Regions from separate parts of the Mus musculus genome. Here region 2 is linked to region 1. The links are chromatin contacts, called in public Hi-C maps. All regions are on one chromosome and are shown on one strand. The core of a region is the stretch at or near the end of the contact, and the rest is flanking DNA. Distances in the headings are between cores, read along the strand shown. Region 1 overlaps Fars2 (phenylalanine-tRNA synthetase 2 (mitochondrial)). Region 2 has its middle 89 kb from the start of Gm30549.

Region 1 (6,691 bases), core at 1,878-4,377:
CTATTGTTACAGTTTGATATAAAATGTCTTCCAGAGCTTCATGTGTTGAAGGCTTAGTTGCCAGCCTTTTGGGGAACTGTATCCTAAGGGCTCTGACCTAATCAGTAATCTTTTGATATATTTATATTATGACACTATTAGAAGGTGATGTAAGCCAAGAGATTGGCCATGTAGTTCTGCTACATCTTGCCCTGGGCCCTTCCTCTAACTCCTGTCTCTACTTCCTGTCTGCCATAACATAAGCCTCCGTCTGTCCAATGCACAAAACCAAGTAACCATGGACCAAACCCTCTGAAACCATGAACCAAACAATTTTTTTCTCCCATTATGTCTGTCTGGTGTTTGGTCATGGCTGTGCAAAAGTGACCGATACAGCTGTGGGAGGGGTGGCATGAGGATGGCACCAAAGGCCTTAGTATCTGATGGATGACTGACTGGAGACCCACTGGACAGAGGGTGACTCTTTGATCTTCCAAGCAATAACTTGCGCTGGTGAAGCTAGCCTGATGCTCTCCATTCTTCTAGTATCCCCTCACAGCATTACGTCAGTATCACCTCATGCCCGCCTCAGCCCTTCCATTTCATTCTTTGCAGATGTTAGATTCCTCCAGAATCTCCCTTCCCCCTGTTTAGTCTTGGGATATTAGAGCCAGAAAAAAAGTTAAAGCTCACTTAGCCCACCTCTCACTGCTAAGGAAAATGAGACCACACAAGGTGACTCACCCAATCTTGCCTGTCACTGCCCTGGCTCAAGAGCCTGGGCTCCACCTCCCACCCAGCAAATCTTATTACCAGAATTTCTTCTTTATTTTTTCTCTGTGATTGTTTATAGCAGGAAATGCAGTAGTCTGGTTTACTTAGTGTCTGGATCGCTTATTCAGACCAGGCCCAAGTCTGTGCTTCATGCTTTGTCAGAAATAGCTCTGGCTATCCTCAGACCAGTGTCAGATTCCAGATTCATTAAAGAGGTTAAACATTGACTGGCTAGGATTGTGTGTGCAACGGAGGAGTAGGACCCACTCCTGTTAGCTTAACTTCCAGCAGTTTTAGTTATATGATGTCGACTATAATCCAAAATGTTAAAATTCCAGGAGTAGTATAAAGTTTTGTGCTATGTCGCCCATGGTCTGTTCAGCATCTCTATGCTATGTACACTGCCCACCCATCCATCATCTAGCTGTTCTCTCACATATCAGATCAGCTGTGTGATATAAGTTCTTGAGTCAAATAGACTTTAATTTAATAAAGGCCCAAAGCTCAAGAGCACCAACAGTGGAAATTTTTTGTTACATAGTTGCAACTGCAATTGTTCCATTTTACTATTTTTATCCTTTTATTAAAAAATATTTTAATTGATTCTTTGATCATATTATGCACCCCAGCCCTACACATCTCCCTATCCCTTAATATCTACCCTCCCTTAATATCTACCCTTTGCTCTTGAATTCCCCTGCCCCCAATAAAAAACACAAACAAACAAAAAACATCGAAAAACATCTCATCATGCAAGTTGTAGTAGTATGCCACAGTGTGTCTCACAATATATCCCTCTGTCCACACACCTTCACTTGCTGATGTTCATCACAATGAATCATTTGGTCTGGTTCGAGATCTCTGTTTCTGTGACACCATCACTATTGGCTCCTCCTTGGGACTCCTCCCAGTTCTCCTGTTGTTGCCCTTCGTCATGGAGATCCTGCAGCTTTAGAAAAGCAGGAATGGCCCATTCACGTATCTCAACCATTTGCAAGTGATATAGATTTTGGGGTGGGCCAATTCAGAGCTCTGGATATGGGCCTGGTGGCAGCTGTGCCAGTCAGTGAGCCACCGGGGTGAGTTCTCTAGCACTGTTCTGGCCAGGCCACCCAATGCCACCATTGGCAGGAGGCAGGGTCATTTCTTCTGCTCTCATGGTCTCCGGCCAGCTCACCAGCACTCATGCCTCCAGAGACAACTCCACTGTGCTGCCCAGTCATAGCAGGAGGGGCTGTGGGGAGCACTTTTCCAAGTGCTGTAGCCTGCAAGGGGCTGGGCCAACTCTCCTACTCTCACACCCCCTGAGCTGGCTCACCCTTGACTTCACCATCAGGGCCAGCTCTCCAGAGCACTACAGCCAGTGAGGGGGCAGAGCTAGTTCTCCTCTGGGCCAGCTCTCAGTATTGCTCATAGGAAGGGGGAGGGACCCATGCCACCTCTTGACAGGTGAGTTGTAGAACCAGCTCTCCTACACTCTCTCCTAGGGTCAGTTCTCCTGTCTGCCTTCAGTAGTGAGGGGGTGGAAGGCATCTTCCCCCATCCAAGACCACTTCATAGCAGAGAAGTGATAGGGTCAGCTCTCCCTCACTGATACCCTCCAGCAATTAACCCACACCCCATCCGGGACAGCTCACTGGGACAAGCTCTTCCATCTGCCTCAGATGGTGAGGGGTGAGGGTTGGGGGGGGGTTCGCCTCTCATGTACTTAAACTTTAAATTTAAATCAAATTTCATCACAGGTACCCCAGTCATACTTTAGAAAAATGTATCTATAGTGTTTGTTGCTATTGCTGGTACTGGGCAGTCACTGTGGTCTTGGAATGTGTCCCCACCACTGAGTAGATAATCCACTCTTGATGGGCAGGCTCTGAAATAATTGCTGTATAGTGTGTCCATCTAGTCCTCAGAGATAGAAGAAGGAAATGGAGGTCTTGCTTCATAGGCAAGAACTCCAAGGCACAAGAGGTCATGCAGGGGCCCTAGATCTCACAGCAAAGAGAACGGGAATTGGAACCAGCTTTCTCTCAACTACAAAGTCAGGTGCTTCTCCATTCTCCCACAGCCTGGCAGCTCTCGGTCCTGTCCTTGGAAGTAACATCGAGCTGTCTCCCTCCCTCCCTCGTCTTGCCGCCCGTGCTTCTTGTCTGGCTTCCACGAGCTTCTGGATACATTGAATGAACTTGCTTTCTCCACTGAGCAGAAGAGTGATAACATGGGGCATCGGGCTGAACCTTTGTCTCTGACAAGCAGGAACTAGTTGACTACAAAGCCAAGGATCCAGCTTTCTCACTCTGTCAGTGGAACTCTTCTGGACAGCATCTTTCTGCACTGAGTAATCTCTGTGTGGATGGATAGGCAGTGTCTGCAGTGCCCACTGGTCATGCCTCGTCTATTCTGGGAGGTGTCAGGCATACCATCCAAGAACACAGAGTAGCTGCTCTGTCACAGATGGAAAAGCAGACTATTGTGGATGCTGTAGGAGATAGGTTTGGGCTGCATGTGAGGAAGGGTTTTATTTCAAGTTCAGAGCTAGTTTGGTTGCCACGGTGAACCCAGTGGTTGTATAATAGAAGTCTTCCCTCCCTCACCAAGACTCTGACCCATTGTTCCTTCTTTCCAGGCGGCTCCATAGCCCTGTACCCCTTCAGAAAATACCCCCCATACTTTGAGCTGGGGGGAGCACTAGTTAATCTTCAAGTAGTTCTGATGATGGTTCACTTTATTACTCTTTCTATTTTGTTTTAAGATATTTATTGCTCAGCTTTTTCACATTAAGACTGACACAAATATGAATATTTACAGGATGCAGTAAAATATTTTGAGCTATGTGTAATGATACAGTAATCAAGGTGCTTGGCATATCCGTCACCTCAGACATTCGTCATCTCTTTGTTTTGAGAACATTTAAAGTCCTCTTGTAGATAATGTAAAATATTCAAAACAGGGTCACTAGCCAGGGTCATCTGCTTTGCCACAGATCACTAGAGCCTGCTCCTTTCACCTTCCATAACTTTGTTGATCTTTCATCCCCACCCCAGCCTCTGGCAGCCCCCGCCCCTATTTTTTTTGTGAGACCAGCTTCTTTAGGCCCCACAAATAAGAGAGAGCACACACTGTGTCCCTTCTGTAATTGTCTTACTCCACTGAGCATAGCATCCTCGGGACCACCCATGCTGCTGCGATGACACCATCGCACCTTTTTAAAGACTGAGTAGTATTCCATTGAGTAAGTGTTCTTGATTTCTTCTTCCATTCACCCCCTGCCGGATGCTTGTGGTAATCTCATATCTTGGCTTTATGAATACTGTGCCAATAAGCATGGGGTCCAGGTCCTCTCAACACCTGTTAAAACCTCCTTTGGATGCATACCCTGAAGGGGATTGCTAAACCCTTTTAGGCATAAGCTTGACAGTCCTTTCACTGATCCAGACTTGACTGTTCTCAATCCCACGCAGCTTTCTCTTTGGTCTAAAGTTAGGAGTCTCGGAGGAGGAGGCACTAAAACAGAATCCCCCTCTGCTGGCTTGTCCCGCTGGCCTGCCTCCTCTCCCCATAGTTCACATGGGATTGCCCATCCTGGTTCTCAGTTTCTGCCTGAGCATCCGGACTTGGGTGGGAGGTGGAATTGGGTAAGCCTTGACGTTCAGAGTGGAGCAGGGAACAGGACCAAGGTGAAAGCAAGTCATGTGTTTTGTTTCCCCTAGTTGGACCCTGAAAGGGGGTGGGGGTGATGTCAGGCTGGTTGGGAGAAGCACAAGATGTTGTGGTATTGGCACAGCAGACCATCCTGAATCACTCAGGAGCAGACAAGGATGGTCACGTATGGCTGCCTGTGTCCAGTGTCTACAGGCAGAATGACCCAGATTTCTTTTTTGGTTTCTTCAGTGTCCAACTCTGTAACTAGACGAATAGCACCATGCCAGTGCACATGGTATCTCCCATGTGCTGACGAGGAGACCCTTAGATATCCCTGTCGCCTGCAGAGTGGCACAGCTGGCTTTACCGCCAAGTGGCTGCCAGCCCTCTTACTGCCAACTGGCCCACTGCTGGATGACAGATTCTCTGTGCTCCTTTCTGTCAAGCTCAGTGCCTGCAAGATGCTTTTTGTTGAATGACTGACTAACGAAGTCTATAAACGAATAGTCCCGGTTGAAAACACTGTAAGGTACTTATTAAAATCTCTGTTTTTTTTAAAAAAAAAAAAGGCAAAATGCCAAGTTCTAGCCAGCAACCACACATTGTACAATCAGCCAGTATTACAAGGCAATGGAAATTGGTTTTTTTTTTTTTTTCATTCTTTTCCACCTTGTCAGCAAAGGGATTTGACCTCCTTAACTGAACAATAGATAATCTTGTTTATTTTTCTCACAAGTAGAAACTGTGGAGTACATGAAAGTGAACTTTGATTTGCCTATGAAGCTCCAGATTATACAGCCGACTCGACTCATCCCAAACGCTGGGCCCTATGGGTTGGACAGAAAGCCATGGCAACCGCCTGCCGCCCAGACCCAGTACTGCACCAGTAGGGAAGACCTCTGTCAGTGCATTCCTTGTCTATGTGTCCTGGTCATCCGGGTCATCCCTGTGTCCTCTCTAAGTCAGACAAGCTTATTCTGTGTCTTGCTTAGTCATTTTAAAACTATATTGCTGCTTAGAGGAAGTTAGATGTGTTCGCTTTCTGTCACTATGAGAAATGCCTGAGAAATGAGGAAGTGTTTATTTGGGCCTGTAGTCTAGAGCCTTCAGTCCATGAGCAATTGACTCGTTAGTTTTGAGCCTGTGGAAGCATGTTAGAGTGGGAGCATATGATCAGAGAGACTTATTTACCCTATGCTGGGTTTGAAAAGAGAAAGAAGGAGCTGCGTGCCCCTTATCTGCCCTCTAGGAACCTGTCCCCAGTAAACTTAAGCACCCTGCTACAGCTTACATCTTAAAGGCCCCACTACCTCCCAGTAACCAGGGCCTTTGGTGAGATTCAGGATCCGAGTCATAGGAAGAGCTCAGAGGTGAAGGGGAGGAGGATGCTTGACAGAGCTCTTGAGTGTGGTGGGAAAGACTGTTCTGAAACCACACTCTCTATGCTTCATTTCTATCCTATTGAAATGAAATTCACATAACATGAAATTAGTCATTTTGAAAGTATACAGTTCAGTGCCATAGGGCAGTTCTCTAGTCTGGATGTCTGGATGTTTCAGACAGTGGGACCATGCAGTGTGTGGTATGCAGCTTCTACTACTTTGGTTTTGAAGTTCACCTAGTTTCCACTCATTGGAATTACATTCTCTGCCTATACTAAATCTGTTAATATCCATCCATTTGTTGGTAATGACTGAACATACAGCTTTTAGGAAAATCAATCTCTCTCTCTCTCTCTCTCTCTCTCTCTCTCTCTCTCTCTCTCTCTCTCTCTCTCCCTCTCTGTCCCCTACTGCCCCTCTTTATGGGGGTGGGGCAGGAATTGAACCTGTGGCCTCATACATCATTGGTAAACTCTACCACTGAACTATAGGCCCTGCCCTCTTTTTCCTTTTCGTTCTGACACAGGGGCTCATGCAGTTGCCAGGGCTGGCCTTGAACTTGCTCTGTAGTTCAGTCGCTCATTGACCTTGTGAACCTTTTGCCTTAGCCTCGCCAGCTACCTGAGGGTACAGACATGATCACAAGGCTCAGCAGCAAACTTTTGTCTGACTTTTAGTTTGAGCAGCCGCCGCTTTCCATTCTCTGGGACATAAACCTAGAAATCATTGGATTATGTAGCAACTCTACATTTAGTGGTTTGGAAACCCACTGCACCTTTTCATAGCAACACACACTATTTCATATCCCTGCCGTGTTGCCTGGCCCTAACTCCACTCCTATAACACTGTCCTGCTGTTCGAACTTGGACAAGTCCCTTCTGCCTTCTGAGCTCACAGCTGTATCTTGGGGACAGTCT
Region 2 (6,691 bases), core at 2,027-4,526, 630 kb after region 1:
TCCCTCAGATGGGTGATAAAAATGTATGCATATAAGTGAACCAGAAGCTCATTACATAACACCTTCCAGTGCTCTGTAACCACTGGCATAGATTCGGGAGCTCAGCAAGCCACCACAACCCTTCCATGTGCCCCGCAGAGCTTTGCTGTGACATCTCCAGCAGCCCAGCCCATGGTCCTCAGAAGACAGCAGCTACAATTCAAAGTCTGGAATCACTTTCAGAGATGTCAGGGACCCAGTTGTGTCTTGGGCTTTGGCATCTGCCTGATTTGCTAGATGGTAAAATTTAGAGAGAACATTCACTGAGTAAGATTCTCTGGAGAGTCAGAAGATCAGGGAGATGGTCTTTTTTCACGATTCCACCAGGAAGTGTTGAGTGAATGAACATGTGGATGACCTTATTAGCTGGGAAACAAAACTTGAGATAAATTTTAACCTCATCTTTTACATCTTTTCCCCATATTCTATGTCTTCATTGCATTTCTGTTGTTGTGACAACCTGAAAAGAAGCAACAGAGAGGAGGAAAGGCTGTGTTTGGCCTACACTCTACCCCAGCCACACTCTATGGTTTGGGGAAGCCAAAGGCAAGAATTCAAGCAGCAAGTCATATTCTATCCACAGTTAAGAGTGAAGAGAAAAACTGCTCTTGTTTGCCCAGTCAGTATTCAGCTGGCAATCCCCAACCCTGTGCATCCAAGAGCACAAGCCATGAGATGACGATACCCAAACTCAGGGTGGACTTTCCTATATCAATGAATGATGAAGGCAGTCCCCCACAGACTTGCTCACAGGCCAATCTGGTATAGATAATTCCCTCATTCAGACCCTCTTCTCAGCTGGGCATAGCTGTGCATGCCTAATGCCTATGATCACATTACCCAGGAGATAGAGGCACACAGTTCTCTGTGAATTTGAGGCCAACCAGAGCTACATAGTAAGATCTTGTCTAAAATAATAATAATAATAATAATAATAATAATAATAATAAATGGAAAAATAAACAAGACACTCCTCTTAAGTGATTATATCAAATTACAGTTTAAACAGCATAATCAGTCACTCAAACACCTAGCCCTAGAGACCTGGAAGTGGATGGTGTAATAGATATCACTCAAGATCTTGTCCCTGGCCTGTCCCAAGAGCAGGAGCTACAACAAGAATATATGATTTCTTCCCTTCACTTGGAATTAAGCCCTTATCCCTCTCACCAACAAGTAATTGTTCATTCCTAAATTTTGTCCCATGTTTTCTAGTGTTCAAAGCAGTTTTCCAAATGTGACCTTATGTAAGACTCATGACACATTTAGAGAACAAAAGCTACCACATCATCTCCATCTTCTCCAAGAAGAACTTGAAGCCTAGAAGAACTCTCTTTAGCTTGCTCAAAGAGGAGAGGGGTCACCGAACTGGAGCAGCAACGAAGGAGCATCAGTAGACACCATCCACAGAGGGCTTACGTCACACAAATGCCCAGCACTTTCCATAACTTACTTCCACTTGTTCAAAGAGACATTTTTGGCCCAGAATTCACCTCCATGTATTCCTTTTGCATCCTTCAGAGTAAGCATCGAGATGCATTTTATATACCGACCCTCAAGGAGTGTTAGTGGATTGACTGATTAGAGTAGATAATCGGTTGGCTGAGTGCTAATCTATTAAATCCTTAGGAAGAGACTGAAATTTAAAGAACTGTAGCTAAGCTGCAAAGAGAAAAGGGACGCATAAACCTTCACCTTCTGGTTGCTTTTCATCCAACGCTTGGATGAATCACCTGCTGCTCTGACAAGGGCAACTTAAAAGAAGGAAGCATTTGTGTGGGCTCACAGTTTGAGGACATAGTCCTCCTGACAAGCTGGGGGCTGGGGCCTGGGGGAGTCATGAGATGCACATCACCTCAGCAATCAGGAAGCATGTGATAAATGTGTCCCACTACTTCCTCTTCTTAGTCTGGGACCCCAGTTCATGGGATTACCGTGATCATAATCAGGGTAGAACTGTGGGAGATTTCCTATATATCAGCCCCCCCAAAAAAAGTCACAGGAAGAGGCCCTAGGTCACCACTCCAAAATACCTTAGAATTTGTCATTGGTGTCTCCTGCTCCCTAACAACACTCCACACTTCTGGTCAACTGATAGTGATAATGTGTTTCAGCTGACAAATGCCTCCAGATTGGGGTACAAGGCACATGGCAGTCTCCAGGCATGCACACACACATATACATAGACTGGGATCCTAAAGATGATGCTCTCTGGTTTTATTTAGTTGTTAATAAGATAGTCATTTACACCAGACAGGCAAGTAGGACTTCCTGGGTAGAAATGTTCTAGACATCCATCCTGTTTGAAGTGAAACAGCCCCAAGAGTCAACCAAGGTCTTTCACATAATGAGTCAGAACACAGGATTTTCTTCCCAAAGCTAGACTCCACAGACTCCAAGGACTAGAAACCTGGGACCTCCCAGCCCTGGTATTTAGCAATATGCCACCTCCAAAAGGAAGAGAGAGAGAGAGAGAGAGAGAGAGAGAGAGAGAGAGAGAGAGAGAGCAGAACAAACAACAAGAACACAACAAAAACCCCGGCCTTAGGAAAAGCAGACCTGTAGGTTTACTATGTATAGAGCTCTTTCAGAAAGTGGGAATGACAACCTTCTTGTAGCTACAGCTCAGCTGTGGCCCCATGGAGCATTCAAACTGAATGTGGGTGGTAGAACCCCAAAATGTTCTTTCCCAATTTATTCAAAATCTTCCACATGCTGGGTGGGAAAAAACCTGACTGCCTCCTGCAGGGCCAGTCTGGGGCCCCTCCAGCTCTGAGTTAGAAGACTCAGGACAGCGTTGCTTTTGAGAAGCTATGTATACTGGTGTCCACGTAACATTGCCAAACAGGCAACATATGCCTTAAAAATTCTGGCCTTTTACACACTGTAGAAAACAATCCTTCTGGATTTTTTGTTTCAAGCCAGTGACATCTTTGATGGGGCTGGATAATTGGAAAAGGGATTTAAATAGGTCTGGAGACCTTCCAGCCCTGTGGAATTTGCAAACAGTGTGAGGAATCCATAAGCAAACAGAATTTACAACGAAACTCTTCCCCTCTGGAATTAGTCAAGGATCCAATTTGAGGAGATTTTTAGTTTATTCTGAGGTAATGCCAGAAGGCCTTGAAAATAGGAACAAAGCAGAAACTGGAGTGTGGGGGCTGTGAGGTGGGCAGTGAGAGAGAGTCACTTTATACATTTAGAGAAAAAAATATGTAAAAGATTGGTGTTTGTCCACCCCCAGCAGTGACAAGGCACTTGGAAAGAAAATCTCTGATGCCACAGGGCTATGCCTCAGTCCCTCTAGGCACGTATGTCCTCCTGTGAATTCTGGGGATGTCTAGGATTTTATTTTATTTTATTTTATTTTATTTTATTTTATTTTATTTTATTTTAAAATGTGTCTCTAAGAGAGCAAGCAGCTAGACAGTGGGACTATTCCAAATTCAGAACTGATCATGCATGTGAGTGCATGTGCACCTGACACATTCATAAGATATCAATTCTATCTTAAGTCATTAGATAAGGTGATAGTTGTGGCTTCCGGTAAGCCGCCTGCTCTCCTCCAGAGAAGCCATTACTGGACGCAGTGTCAGGCACACCTGGACACACAGGGTTACAGTCACCTGGCTTTGTCTCAGGATGAACATCCTTTGTCCTAGCAAGTCAGGGAGATATTCAGTCTCTGTCTCATATTCACATCTACTTAAACAGCCTGGGAATGTAGAAAGTGGCTTTCCATCCAGCACTGCTGCCCATGAGAGATGACTACACTGAGAGCCTTGGAGAAGCCTCTAGAGGGACTTCTTTAATAAACCGTTCATTTTAAGTTTTGGAAGATGGTAACGGAATGCCTAGGTGCTCAACAACTTGTTTCTCCCCGTCATTATGTTATAATAGTGTGACACATTTGTCACACTTGGTGAACCAATAATGATATGTGGTTATCAACTAGTTTTTGTTGTTGTTGTTTACATAATGTTCTTTTCCCACTCTAGTGTTCCACACAGGACACCATAGGATGTCTGGTGACAGTGTCTTTTTAACCTCCTCTTCCCTGAAAGCAATTCTTGTAGCCTGGCTTTGACGACCTAGACAGCTCTGAGGAGCACTGGCTAAGTATTTGGTAGAGCACGCCTGCCTCCACCTGAGTCTCTCTGATATCTGTCCCATGGAATAATGGATGCTGTGGATTTTGGCGATGATGGTCACTATCTTAATCACTGGCAAACAGTAAGCATGAGTAGTATCAGTGTGACCTTTCAACCAAGATGTTGACATGCATCTATCACTCACATGATGCAGCACTTCACTAGGGTACCACTGTTTCCTTTTCCTATACTTCTCTTTGGAGAGTCATTTGAGACTAACACTTCAAGAGCTGTGCTCAGAACTTTTGGACTTAGCTGATGTGTGCTTTTCTCTGTTTACTCATTCCCGAGGTGCTGATGTTCTTTGGATGACATTCTATACATTGTGCTTTGTTGCCCACATTATTCCAGTTTTCACCATCAGGAGCTCTTTAAACTGGCTCCATTTTGTTCCCTTTCTACCAATAATGTGGCTTTACATATGTTTTTCTTCATTTGTCTCAGAATTATTATCTTGTGTTTCTTGAACCGCTCCTAGAATCAGCTATTCTCCCAGGGTGCCCAACTCTCTTATTGGATGATATCCTAGAAACAAATCCTTGAGTCCTAACTACTGAGTGCAGTTAGTTATAGACACTCTCTGCCTTGGGAACAAGGAAATGTATGTGCATTAACTGTTACATATACACAGACATGCATAGCTTATACAACTACCAGGTGTCATTAAGCTGACCCTTAGCACACAGTGATATGTTCTTTGTAGGATTATAAAGTATAAAACTTGGTTCCTTAAAACTCATCTCTGTGAATTTAGAAAGATTTTCTGAAGCCTTTAGGAGGAGTCAGGATTGTAGGTGTATATACTTGTGGGTTCCAGAAAGACCAGGTCCAGTTGAGGCCCAATCAAGTGACCGACCATCTTGAGACTTGGAATACCCAGCACCCAAGATGAAGCAATTAAATTCTCCCAAGCTTATTTGCCATTTTTGTCTTCTTTGATGAGGGTATTCATTAAAGTTTGACTTGTGTATTTTTTTCTTGGTGTCTTCACAGTTCTTTGTGCATCTTGGATAATGGCCCTTTATCAGGTCTATTATCTTACCTTTAATTTTAAATTGAATTTCTTTTTTATATATTAAAGATAGAGTCTCCCACATAAATACATCCCAACCAAGTTTATCAGATTGTTTTTCCCAGACCATGCATTATTTTTCAGTCCCTTGCTATTTTGTTTTTCAGAACTGGTTTCTTTTTTGAAGTACAATTTATCAATCATTTCTTTCCTGAATTATATCACCAATGTTAGATGTAAAATGTCATCATCATGCCAAAACATTCTAGATTCTTTTCCTACCCTCTATGAGTTAAGTAGTTCTGCATTTTATACCTAAGCCTATGATCAATTTAGAGTTGGTTTTTGTGACAAATCTTGAGCTTGGGCAATGCCGGTCCTCTGGCCATGCTCTTCTGTCAATTTGGGGCTATTGTCTATTTTAGGAATTTTACACCATCATATGAATTTTAGAAACAGTTTGTAGGTATCTGCAGTGTTAATGTTCCAAATTTTGAATGAGATTGTAATGAGAGTATGGGCAAATTCAGAATTTCTCTTCTGAATATTTAGTTTTCCTATCTATGAACACAGAATATCTCTCAACTTTTTCAGTTGTTCTTAGGTTCATTTAATCAAGTCTACTAGTTTTTCTTCATAGAGATCCTGCAGATATTTTGCCACATTCATACCTAGGTGTTATAATAGGGGGCCACTAAGGTAAATGGCAATGTTATTGGTGTCAAATTCCACTTGTTAACTGCTGCTACATCAAGAAAAAAAAATCAACCTTTGTATATTAAATATGTATCCTGCAATTTTGCTATTATTTATTAGATTAAAGATTAGTTGTTTCTTGTTGATATTTTCATATTTCCTATGTATATTTTTAAAGATTTATTTTTTATGTATATGAGTACACTGTCTTTTTTTTTAAGTTTATTTTGTTTATTTATGAGTGCTCTGCTCTGAACACCTGAATGAGAGAAGAGGGCATCAGATCCCTTTATAGATGGCCATGAGCCAGCATGTGGGTGCTGGGAATTGAACTCAGAACCTCTGGAAGAAAAGTCAGTGCACTTAACTGCTGAGTCATCTTTCCAGCCCATTCCTATGTAAATTTTAAGTAATCATGGTATTAACAAACATAGGCAATTTTATTTCTTTTGTTCCAACATCTATGCCTTTTAATCAACCTATTTATAGATCAGTTTATTTACTTACTTATTTATTTGGGTACTGGGAACTGAACACCAGGCCTTACACATGATAGGCACGCCAGCTGAGCTGTATCCCTACTGCCTTTGTGATTATTATTGTGAATAGGACCTCATCAGCTTGCCTAGGCTTGCCTTGAATTCACTCTCTAGGCCATGAGCCTATCTTCAACAGCCTTCTGAGCAGCTGGATCACAGGCTAGAGCCATGAGGCCTGTTTTCCTTCTCTCAATGTTTTGCATTACCGCTGACCTTCCCTGTGATGCTGTAAAGGAGAGGGGACAAAGGCCAAC

Evidence for each region. A called contact is a pair of places that touch in the nucleus more often than the background predicts.
Region 2: a Hi-C map of cortical neurons shows a contact between it and region 1, with 5 times the contacts expected there. The contact joins two enhancer-like sites.

The regions. Positions count from the first base shown.
Region 1 is chr13:36,528,939-36,535,629 of GRCm38.p6, forward strand. All of the region lies in intron 6 of Fars2 (phenylalanine-tRNA synthetase 2 (mitochondrial)), which reads left to right. Among named protein-coding and RNA genes, the nearest start is that of Gm46409, 81 kb to the right of the region's middle. Within about 2 kb of position 3,128, at least 22 of the 459 cell types and tissues checked have an H3K27ac peak or open chromatin away from gene starts, as enhancers often do. A contact at or near this core is called in cortical neurons, where this site is marked.
Region 2 is chr13:37,156,150-37,162,840 of GRCm38.p6, forward strand. No RefSeq gene overlaps it. Among named protein-coding and RNA genes, the nearest start is that of Gm30549, 89 kb to the left of the region's middle. Within about 2 kb of position 3,277, at least 11 of the 459 cell types and tissues checked have an H3K27ac peak or open chromatin away from gene starts, as enhancers often do. A contact at or near this core is called in cortical neurons, where this site is marked.